Regions from separate parts of the Sus scrofa genome. Here region 1 is linked to region 2. Evidence: chromatin contacts called from public HiChIP or PLAC-seq data. All regions are on one chromosome and are shown on one strand. Each heading gives the region's core, a stretch centred on a gene start, on an enhancer-like site or on the middle of the called end of the contact. The rest is flanking DNA. Distances are from core to core; before and after follow the strand shown.

Region 1 (5,312 bases), core at 2,343-4,842, 680 kb after region 2:
GGCCTCGCTCTGTGGGTTAAAGATCCGGTGTTGCCATGAGCTCAGGTGTACGTCGCAGATGCAGCTCAGGTCCTGCATTGCTGTGCCTGTGGCGCAGGCCAGCCACTAAAGCTCCGGTTCAACCCATAGCCTGGGAACCTCCATAGGCCACATGCGCCGCCCCAAAAAGCAGAAAAAAAAAAAAAAAAAGCTCAAACAGGAATCATAAATAAAAGGGAAAGAAACACTGCTGTTCTTTCCTATACTTTTAGATGTACGGGAAAGTTTATTTTAATTAATTGATGTTCACAAAGATTTTTTAAAAATTAGTGTTTATAGAAGTTCCCTGGTGACTCATCGGAGGAAGGATCCAGCCTTGTCCCTGCTGTGGCTCAGGTCGCTACTGTCGTGTGGGTTTGACCCCTGGCCCAGGAACTTCTGCATGCCATGGGCAAGGCCAAAAAAATTTTAGGTCAATAAATAAACAAAATTAATTAATGCCCACAAGTATATTTATCGTAAAGCCCAGCAATATCCGTGTTTAAGGAATCTGAGGTCACACACACTACGAGTAGAGTCCCAACCATGACAGAATTTCAGAGAGGGGTGGCTTTCTCACATTACAACCCAGCCCCACACGAATTCTGTTCAGCCCTCCCAAAGCACCGTATTATCCCGGAGGAGAATTATTGCAGGAATGAGAAGGGTTACTATGGTGATGGGGGGGGGCTGTGTCAATAAAACAAACCCAAGCCACCGATGTAGAGGAGGATGGCATTTGAAATGTCCTGATAACCATCTGCACGATGCCAGGTGACCAGCACAGGGAAGGGGCCCGTTTGCCAGCACAACCAGGAGCCAGCAGGTCATGTGTACTTTGGGATCCCAGGGGATCTGCAATTGCCACTCACTCAAAAACGCCCAGTACATATTTGCCGATGAGTCTGTGTGATAGATTTTTTCTTTTGACTCCAGGTGGGAAGAATGGCTGCATCCGTGCGGGACTCTCCTAATCACCGGTGTCATGAATACAGGACCCCTACTTTCGAAAGTATATGCTACATACCAGCTAAGAAGGTCCCAATTATTTGCCTTTGGGACTTGAATTTCAGAAATGATGATTTCTCCGTCTAGAAGAAGAACTCAAGTATTACACCTGTGACTACTGTATATTGGAAAGTCGCTTTGGGAGGGGGTCTTGGAAGTTCTCATCACACGAAAACAAAATCTGTCATGGTGGATGCTGACGGATGATAACCGGACTTAGTTGTGGCTCTCACGTTGCAGTATACACACGGATCAGCTCATTACACTGCACCTCTGAAGCCAGTACAGAGCGGAATGTTATAGGTCCATTGTATCTCAGTTTTTTTTTTAACTTTAAGAAAATAAATTGGGGGGAAACTCCAATTCTCAGGACATTTTTTTTCCACTTCTGCCTCTTTGTAGAATCGAAGAATACAAGGAAAATCTCTTTTTTTAAGCAGAGGTTTTTGTTCAGTAAGTTGTACATTTTACCAGGACAGATTCCACGAGCCACGGAGCACGCCCCCATCTGGCCTATTCCAAGCGGGAGACGCGGTTCAAGGAGAACCCGGGTGGGGGCCTGAGGAAGGTGCCTTGTCTTCAGCGGGGATGCCCTCCGGGCAGCCACTGTCCACACAGCTGGGAAAAGTGTCGGCAGAGAGGAGTTAAGGGAAGAACCCTCCGGGGAGACGCGTTTGGGTGGCAGAGAAGCTGCAGGCTGGATGGCCTAGGGCACCTCTCCCGACCCACCCACGGTGGAGGAGGAGGGCTGGACGCGGACACCGGTTGGAGGTTAAAGTCCTCAAAATATCTCGGAACCTCCTGAGGCTCTCAGCACTGCGGCCCCAGAGGCATCTCCAGGGGGGCAAGGGGCTGATCTTCAAAGGGAAAGGTTGCTGGGCTGAGTTAGGAGGACGCTCCTACCTAAACAAAGGTCCCCTCTCTCCTCCACACGGTGTCTCCAGATAGGTGATTTTTAACATTTTGACAAAACTGATGGCAAAGAGATAAGAGCAGGGTGCTGAAATCTGCTGCTAAAGTCCCATAACCGACCTCTGCCTGCAAGGAGCCCGCAGCACCTCCCCAGGACAACAGCCCAGCTCGCTGTGCCTCCCGCGGCCTTCCCACCGCAGCCCCACCCTGAGGTTGGCCGCCTGGAGGCTGAGCCTAAGCACAGGAGCCCTGCAGAGAGATGGGTTTTATGTCTTTAAAAGGTTAATAATAATAATAATAATAATAATAACTCTCACGCGTAGCCGTTCTTTAAGAGTTTACCCAGAGTGGAGTGTGCCTCTACGGCTCTGGACACCAGGAGTTTCTTACTAAGAGTTTCAGTGCCCAGTCAAGAGGGCACTTATCGAGCTTCTCCCCTGGGCTGCTGTTCCGCAGTGGCATGCTCTTTGGAAATCGATGCGTCCGTCCAGGTGATTATTAAATATGGGGGACCCCTGCAAGGTCCTTCCAAATACCAAGAGAGGAACCCCTTCTGGACTCTGACCTGATGCTGACCTGGCTGTCACGGGGATCAGCGGGCGAGAGTCTAGATGATGAAATCAACGGAGGGCCTGCCAGGAAGTGCCCTCTCTCAGAACTCCTTTGCCATGCCCACCCCGATGCCCAGGCAGGCAGCTTGAGGTCTGACAGAAACCGAAAGACACTTAGTAATAAGGACGGGCGAATCCATATCGAAACAAGCCATTTTCCTTACATTGCTTGACACATTTGTGTTTACACTGAAAAAGCAAAAACCCCGTTCCATTAGTGGGAATTTAATTTTACTCTTTGAGCAAGTAAGTTATGTAACTAGCTAAAAGGAATGCAAAAGCAATTTGCAAACATGAAATTGCTTTAAGGAGTAAATGTACGATGATGCTATTAAGATTATCATCAAAATTCAATTAAATGTTCACTAGTTTTTAGTTATGAGAAAGAGAACATACACAGAAGTGAAACGCTAGCCAACCATTTAATAATAATTAATGGAAGCAACGTTTCCTGATTCTGCCCTGAAAGTTAGTGAAGCATTTCAAATACATTTTATAAAAACAAATTTAAAAACTACCTGGAGTTTCACTCCGCACGCCTTGGGAATTTGAACACTTTCACAGATGAAAGTTTAAGAATTTTTCTGTTTTGTGCAAAAAGTTTTCCTTTTATTTTTTTTTTCTGCTTCCTGTTGAAATGGTTACTTTCACCCATATATGGCTCCAAAGCGCACAAGCCATTGCAGAGTGCCTGTTGAAATTACTCACTCTTGGCCTAGAGCTAATTTTGGATTTCATTCCTCACAACATCTTCCGGGAAAGCGGTGAGCGAAAATAGGGTCACAGCGCACACGTAACTGCCGGCGGCATTCTTGAACGGAACCGTGCATGTTTTTGTATTTTGTTTACTTGGCCTTCGGAACATCTGTTTATAAAAAGTTGCCCCTGACTACTGGGAAACACGCTTTTCAGCGTGTGTGTGTGTGTGTGTGTGTGTGTGTGTGTGTGTGTGTGTGCGCGCCCGTTGGAGGACTTTGAACGCACTTGCTGATTGCAAAGCAAGGCAATAGCTTTGTGGTGACATCAGCTTCCACTCCCTTGTACCGGGAACTCACTGTCCTCAGAACTGAAAGTCGGGAGTGGGTGCCGAAGGTTGTTCGCCTGTGAGTGTGTTTCCTGCCGGGCCGGCTGACCACGCCTGGGAAGCTCACAGCCTGCAGCGTGCAACAAAGCTGCTGGTTCTTACAGGCCCGGCGTGAAGACTAGTTCCTCGGGTATCCCCGGAGCACGGCCACGGCCACGTAGAATCACCCCGGCAGCCAGCCTGCCCCAGCCTCCCCGGCTGCCAGCTCGTCTGGCCCTCAGAACAAGCCCAAAGGAGCCCCTCAAAACGCTCTGCCCCTTGTGACACGAAGGGAAGTTTTACCATGTGCTGCCGAGTGTGTGTTCCACACCCGCAGCCAAAGCTCTCCCTGCCAGCCCCTCCACGACGGGACAGGCACATCTGCTAATGTGCTTAGGGACACACAGAGCCATGCACTTCCTTCAGTGCGTCTGGGAGGGGCTCTACCCGGGGTTCCAAGAACCATTTCATTCCGAGCATAGAGGAGTGGATGGGACACACACACACACACACTCACACGCGAATGTTCTTCCTGACCCCCGTCTTCCCCCAGTAATTCGTGTCACTACATGAATCTCATTTCCTCAATGTCACATAGAAAAACAAATTAAAATGTTGTAAGACGTCTCTTTTTGCCCAAAAAGATTGAAAATCAGTTCTGAAGGGGAAACCGTGTTTTTAAGCTCTAGTGTGTTTGTTCTGTTTTTTTCTTCTGAAGGTGACTGTCACTGGGTCAACTTGGACCCAGACCGTGGACAAGCCCCGGCCGTGACGGGGGCTGCCCTTTCGGAGCCAGGAAGCACCAAGTAGATGATGACGAGGAAGACCGGGCCCCCAAGTAGCATCAGTGTGGACAACCACCGCAACAGACACAGAGGCTCGTTGTTTGCCAAGATGCCCAGTTCTGGCTTGTCTGTCTGGCGGGGCCCGGGGGGGCTCAGGGTCCAGAGGCGAGCAACGTGACTGCATACCGTTCAGAACCCCAAATCTGAAACACTAGCAATAGCCCCTGGATGGGGCTACTCTTATTTCTTGTTTCCGCTGTTTGTTTTTCCTTTGGGGGTGATTTTTTTAGGGCTGCACCCTGGCATATGGACGTTCCAGGCTAGGGATCAAATCGGAGCTGAAGCTGCTGGCCTACGCCACAGCCATAGCAATAACCAGACCCTTAGCCCACTGAGCAAGGCCAGGGGTCGAACCCACATCCTCATGGACACTTGTTGTGTTCCTGACCTGCTGAGCCATGACGGGAACTCCTGGTGCTACTCTTAACAGATGGGCAGAACCACCCCTCTGAGGAGCTCTCCTGGGAGACAGAATGAGCCGTTTTCCCAGGGGTGTCAGGAGCTGGCGGGAGGCACCCTCGGTCTGCAGACCGGGAGAATCTATGAAATGAGTCTGAGCATCCCCAGGCCACAGATGAGGGAACCGAGACCACAGCAAGGCTGGCTCGTGGTCTCACATTGGGAAGCTCTTTTGACCAAACCATGGGTCCCCGGGTGCGCTGGGAGGGAGGGAAACCTCAGACACCCTTCACTGAAGACGGCCGTACAGGCGCCACAGCCACAGACGTGACAGTCATCAACCCGCAGCTCATGAGCCTCAGGGCGCTGCAGACACGCAGAGGAGAAGTGCTGTGGGACCAGGGATGGGGGGCACGAAGCCATCGGGGGAGGAAGGATGCTCCTGGGAAGGGAAGT
Region 2 (5,338 bases), core at 2,141-4,640:
ACAAATACCATGCTGCTTGAAATGCTATCATTCTGAGTGGCATATGTCTTGTGTGCAGCTTGCTGATGAGCCCAGATCTTTTTTCTGTAACAATTTTCTTTTAGCAGGAAATAGTGCACTGTTTCTGAATAACTAGCAAGCTTATATAAATTGGAAGCTATGTACTACAGAAATTTATATAGATATAAATAGAAATATAATCTATAAATTTATATAGATATAGATTTATATAAATCTATATATACTATAGAAACAAACTATATTCCAAGTTTTGGCCATGCAGATTTATGCAAAATTAATGGCCTACGTAAATTAATCAACAAGGGTTTACTATATAGCATAGGGAACTATAGTCAATATCACGTCATAATCTATAATGGAAAAGAATCTAAATATAATATAATCTATAATGGAAAAGAATCTAAATCTAAATCATTTTTTCCTATGGGTTTTGAGAGCATGTATAACCAGATTATTGAATCTGAGAAGAGGTTGTGGCAACTCCTGATTTGTAGCCAGCTCAGGAGTGTGGGTCCCTTGCAGATGCACTACTTGAGGCTGGCGTCTGAAATGGGGTCAACTTTGTGGGTCTGAACCCCTTAACCTGAGGGTTCTACATTGACTCCGCGGGTGGGGTAGCGTCAGACATGAACTAAATTGCAGGATACCCCGTCCGTGTCTGCAGAGAACTGGAGAACTTCTTGACGTAGAAAATCCACGCAGTTGGTGGCTAATGGTGCTGTGAGTACAGGAAGTTTTCCTTTAGCAGGAAAGTGGATTTTCTGACGTTCAGGGGACACAGAGCTGCCAGGCAACATCGGTCAGGACCCCTAAGTGGAGCTAGTGGAGGAAGCCCCCGTGCGTACCCCCCTGGGCAGCCTCAGCAGGGGTCCCCTGGGACCGGACCCCCTCTGCACCCCCTTTTGGCACCCTCCTCTCCCCGCTTCCTCTGCAGCTCCCTCTCTTCCACCCTGGACCCTTGGCTCTTGGTCCGACGCTTCAAATGCAGCCCAGCCTCAGCCTCTGCCTTGTGGTCCCTCGGTCTGGAATCCTCTTTCCCAGGACATGCTGAGTCTTGCATTCTCACTTCGGGGTCGGCTGAAACCTCACCTGCAGGGAGACAAGCAGCAAAGGGCCCCCCTGCCTTCCCCCTTCCAATGCTGCTTCGTTTTCCTCCCCTGCACTTGTTGAGCCCTGATTGCACGTCCTATATCAGGTGTTTGTGTAGTTATCCCTCCTTCACGCCCTCTCCCTCCCACACGTATGAAGCCTTTGGGGTCAGACACTCTGTGTTTCCAGCCATCTTTCTGCAGCACCTGCACATTGCTTGGCACGTCCTGGGCTCAAGAAAACATCTGAGGAATGCGCCAACTATAGGCAAGTAGGAATCTCCAAACATCCCCTGTGTGGTGTGAACTTCTCCAAAGCATTTACTTATTTATTGCCTTGTTGGGGGAGGGGGCGCATCCACAGCATATGGACATTCCCAGGCTAGGGGTCCAGTTGGAGCTGCAGCTGCCAGCCTACACCACAGCCACAGCAACTCGGGATCTGAGCTGCATCTGTGACCCACCCCACAGCTCACGGCAGTGCTGGACCCTTAACCCACTGAGCAAGGCCAGGGAGTGAACCCGAGTCCTCCTGGATACTGGCTGGATTCATTTCTGCCGAGCCACAGTGGGAACTCCTCTCCAAAGCATTCAAATGCTCACGATCAGGAAGAGAAGGACATGAGGCTTCAGTCATGCGCTTTTCTTGTGGTGAGATACGTAATTGCCATCTGTGGTAAGAGCTGCAAATCCAGCCCTTGGAGAACTTGAGCTGGTTTATTCCGTGTGTGTGTGCTGTTCTTAGCTGTGCTATGTTGAATTCAACCCTGAATCTGACCACTGAGTCGTATTCCTAACACAGTGTTTCGTTGTTGGGCTTAAGTCTGTGAAGATTACTTTTAAATGGGATCAATCCACAATTTATGTCAAAATATCTTTTTAAATACTAAAATTTCCCCTGCTCTTCAGGACTTTTTTTTTCCCTCATAATTTCTAAGGAAATGCTTTGTCATTTTTAGTGCTTCCCTCTAGTTGTCTCAACACTCTTCCAATGAAAAAAAAAAAATCACTGGGTAGCGATTTCTGTGGAATATTTCTCAGCACACTATAAATAGTCACAGCTGGCTCTCTTTTGTTTTCCTACATTTTTAATGGAAATGTAAAAATTTCCTGCTCTTTTGTTTTCCTACATTTTAATGGAAATGCAAAAAAAAAAAAAAAATCTGGTACATCCAGTACATCTTGAGATGTTATTGCGTACGTGAAACCATAAAATGTCTTCATGGAATGCCAGGAAATCCTAAAATTAAAACTATATTATTGTATTCATTCCCTCACTCAACAAATATTTATCGTATCTCTGACATGAGTCATGAGCTATGCTAAGTGCTGCTCCTTAAAGATGGTTGAGATGCAATCCTATTATAAAGCCGACCATTGTCTGAGGGAGGGTGGGACGCTCTTTCCCAGTTTTCCTCTTTCCTGTACTGATGCAGGCAGAACAGGTTCTGAGACACAGCCGTCTCTGTCTGCCTCCCTTTCTCTTCCTGAGAACCCCTCAACCAAGAGATTACTTCCTGGAGCTGCCTCACTGTGACTCTAGGCTTTGTCTTTCCCCTGCCCCGCTGTGTATGGACCTGCACTTTTTCACCGTCCTCCTTTCAGCTGTCTGTTAAGGTCACAAAGCCACCCAGGAGCTCTTTCATGCGGTACTGGTCGAGGACGATGGTGTGGGCCACCCGTGGGTCTGACCATCATTACTGCGGGGCTGTGCTGAGCCCCAGGGGGCACATTTTTAGGGACGGATAATTGGGCGCTTCTGGAAGACCGTGAAATAAATAATTTCAGATGAGGGGACCCCCTCCTAAACACAGTGTATCCCTTGGCTCCATGGTGGTAGTCTCTCTTTACGAACCAAAAAGGTATTTTCTCATTGAAAACCCGAGATAAGTGAAGGGTATTGTGTTCCTAACAGTTATTCTTAAAGATGCTATAAGAAAACCATCCATATCTTATCTGCAAAGGTGTCTTCTCTTCTCTTCCAAGCATCGTATAAAGTCTCTCTTCAATTTGCAAAAGGGAGAAAGATTATGAGACTGAAGTGCAATAATATTAAACAAAAATATAAGAATACATAAGTGGTTTCTCTGCCAAGGCCAAATCCACATGGGATAAATAAGAGATTAAAGCTTTCAAAAAGCATCCTCATGGCTTCTTATTGTCAAAAAGGGAGCAGAATGGGAAGCTGACGCCACAGGTGGGTGCGTAGCCTGGCTATTACTCTGAGCAGAATGTTCGGGCAAGCGGGGGGCGGTGGGGAGTCCCCGCAGAGCTTCCTCTTCGCCAGTCTCCAGCAGAGACTGAACTGCATTCCTCTCCCTCAGTTATGCCTCAGGAAGGGATAGCCCACACGGATGGAAGCAGCCCTCCATGCCTCAGTGTGAATTGAAGAGCTGCTTAGGTTTTAACAAAAGGAAGACTAAGTGTGAGAACCCAGGCTACAGGAGGGAAGGGTATCCCGCATTATGAAGGATCTAAGAATAGAAGGATAAAGAACTCTCAAGACAAAACACTCAGAGAAGTTGCTTCAGACGCATCGAGGGCGAGGGCGTCTGAACAACAACTCAAGGGATTTATTGCTTGGTGAATGTCGCAATTCTGAGGACTTACTCAGATGGAAGCTGAGATGTCCCACATTTATAGCTCGTATTGCCTTTCAGTGTGATGAAAGCGTTCCCCTTGTGTTGCCAAGATATTCATGCTTAAGTTCAAAACGGGCGGATGTCCATCAAGCCTTTGAAGTACGTTGGCCAAATGATTACGACTAGCTTAACACAGATGATGTACATTTTAGCATGTATTATTCAGCTGAAATGATTTTTAATCCCCATGCGTTCTGATGATGATCTGATAAAAGTTTAATGGTGCATTAGCATAGATGGGTTAGTTATTCCTACAAATATCAAAGCAAGCCTGGGTGGAACAAGTCTGTCCATTGTCTTTTGGGAACTTAGAAACTTTTCCATTGCTTGTGCTATTATTTCTGTGTTGTGGTGGTTATCCGAGAGAAGCCGTTTTTATTGGAATGTATTATTTGTGTTTGTTGTTGGCTTTAAAAATACTTTGCTTATTCACATAGGGTACAGACAGCTAAATGTTTGCGTGTTGAACTGTAATTAGTCACTAACTGTTCTAATAAGGCTTGACTGCCCATATTTAAGTGTCCTTTCACTCGTCATTGTTTCAGTGAATGTAACACAAACAATGCTTTATACACAGAGGTTTCTTGCATGAATCAGTTCCCTTCTTGACTGTTTTCATGTTCCTCCTTCCCTAAAGGAAATGTTTCCCAATAGCTTTCTGAAATCTTTATTGCCATCGTGATCTAAATAACTCAAGCAATGAAATTAATCCCTAAACACTGACATTGAGCAAGTCTAACTAACTCGCAGCAACTGTTTCCCATGACCTGCCCTGTGGTGGACATGGGCTCATGGTGATTGTCAGCCTGGCTGGCACAAGGGGAAACCGCGGCTCATCCGGCAACCGTTTGGGTTTGTGGTGGTTGTTCTTGGGAGAGTGTCTGCAAGTGCTCATGACAACAGATTTTCAATAATATGTGTAGCGCACTATGTGAAGGCCGTGTGGAGGGGTCAAGATGTGTAAGAGGAACAGGTATTGCGTTTTAGACTTTATTCTTCTTCCCCTACACTAGCCAAGGTGGTTTGGGGGCATTTTATTTTACCAGGTAAAATTAGAAGCACTTGCCAGCTTGCTCATCAGACATATCCTCAGGATCAACGTGTCAGATCTAAAAAATAAAAATGAAAGGTGAGACATCATCGATTAAACTGATGTTTATTTTCAAAAATTAACCCATCATTTAAAAAGTGGTGAGACAGATATTTTTGGCCCGGAACAGCCATATAACCATGTTTTTCCATTCCTTTTTGTGCTCTTAATACTCTTAGTAACCTTATCTCTAAAACAGAATGTGTTGATTTTTTTAAAATTCTGGACATGAAATGCAGAAATAGCACATATATTTATCTCTGTACTTCTGCCAAACTTCCATATCCACTGGGATATTTTCCACCTTATCACGCTGTTAGTTTTACATGCATATTTTTATCACGCTTCTTGAGAGAAGGGTCAGTGTTGGATCAGCTGGAATCCTTCTATCACAAAGAGCATAGCATATAGTCAATAAGTACTAAACCTATCAGCAGATATATTCAGGGCATTTTTCTTTAATAAAACCTATGTACTTGGCTCTGAATAAATTAATG

What was found. HiChIP or PLAC-seq counts read pairs in DNA pulled down with a chosen protein or histone mark.
Region 1: a contact with region 2 is called in an H3K27ac HiChIP or PLAC-seq map of alveolar macrophages. The contact joins two enhancer-like sites. A contact is called at or near these places in 1 of 5 promoter capture datasets (liver), 2 of 47 Hi-C or Micro-C datasets (embryonic fibroblasts and retroperitoneal adipose tissue) and 2 of 2 datasets of contacts at active chromatin or transcription factors (alveolar macrophages and skeletal muscle).

The regions. Positions count from the first base shown.
Region 1 is chr10:66,468,654-66,473,965 of Sscrofa11.1, forward strand. No RefSeq gene overlaps it. Among named protein-coding and RNA genes, the nearest start is that of KLF6, 17 kb to the right of the region's middle. Within about 2 kb of position 3,593, at least 53 of the 83 cell types and tissues checked have an H3K27ac peak or open chromatin away from gene starts, as enhancers often do. A contact at or near this core is called in alveolar macrophages and retroperitoneal adipose tissue, where this site is marked.
Region 2 is chr10:65,793,736-65,799,073 of Sscrofa11.1, forward strand. No RefSeq gene overlaps it. Among named protein-coding and RNA genes, the nearest start is that of AKR1E2, 100 kb to the left of the region's middle. Within about 2 kb of position 3,391, at least 14 of the 83 cell types and tissues checked have an H3K27ac peak or open chromatin away from gene starts, as enhancers often do. A contact at or near this core is called in alveolar macrophages and retroperitoneal adipose tissue, where this site is marked.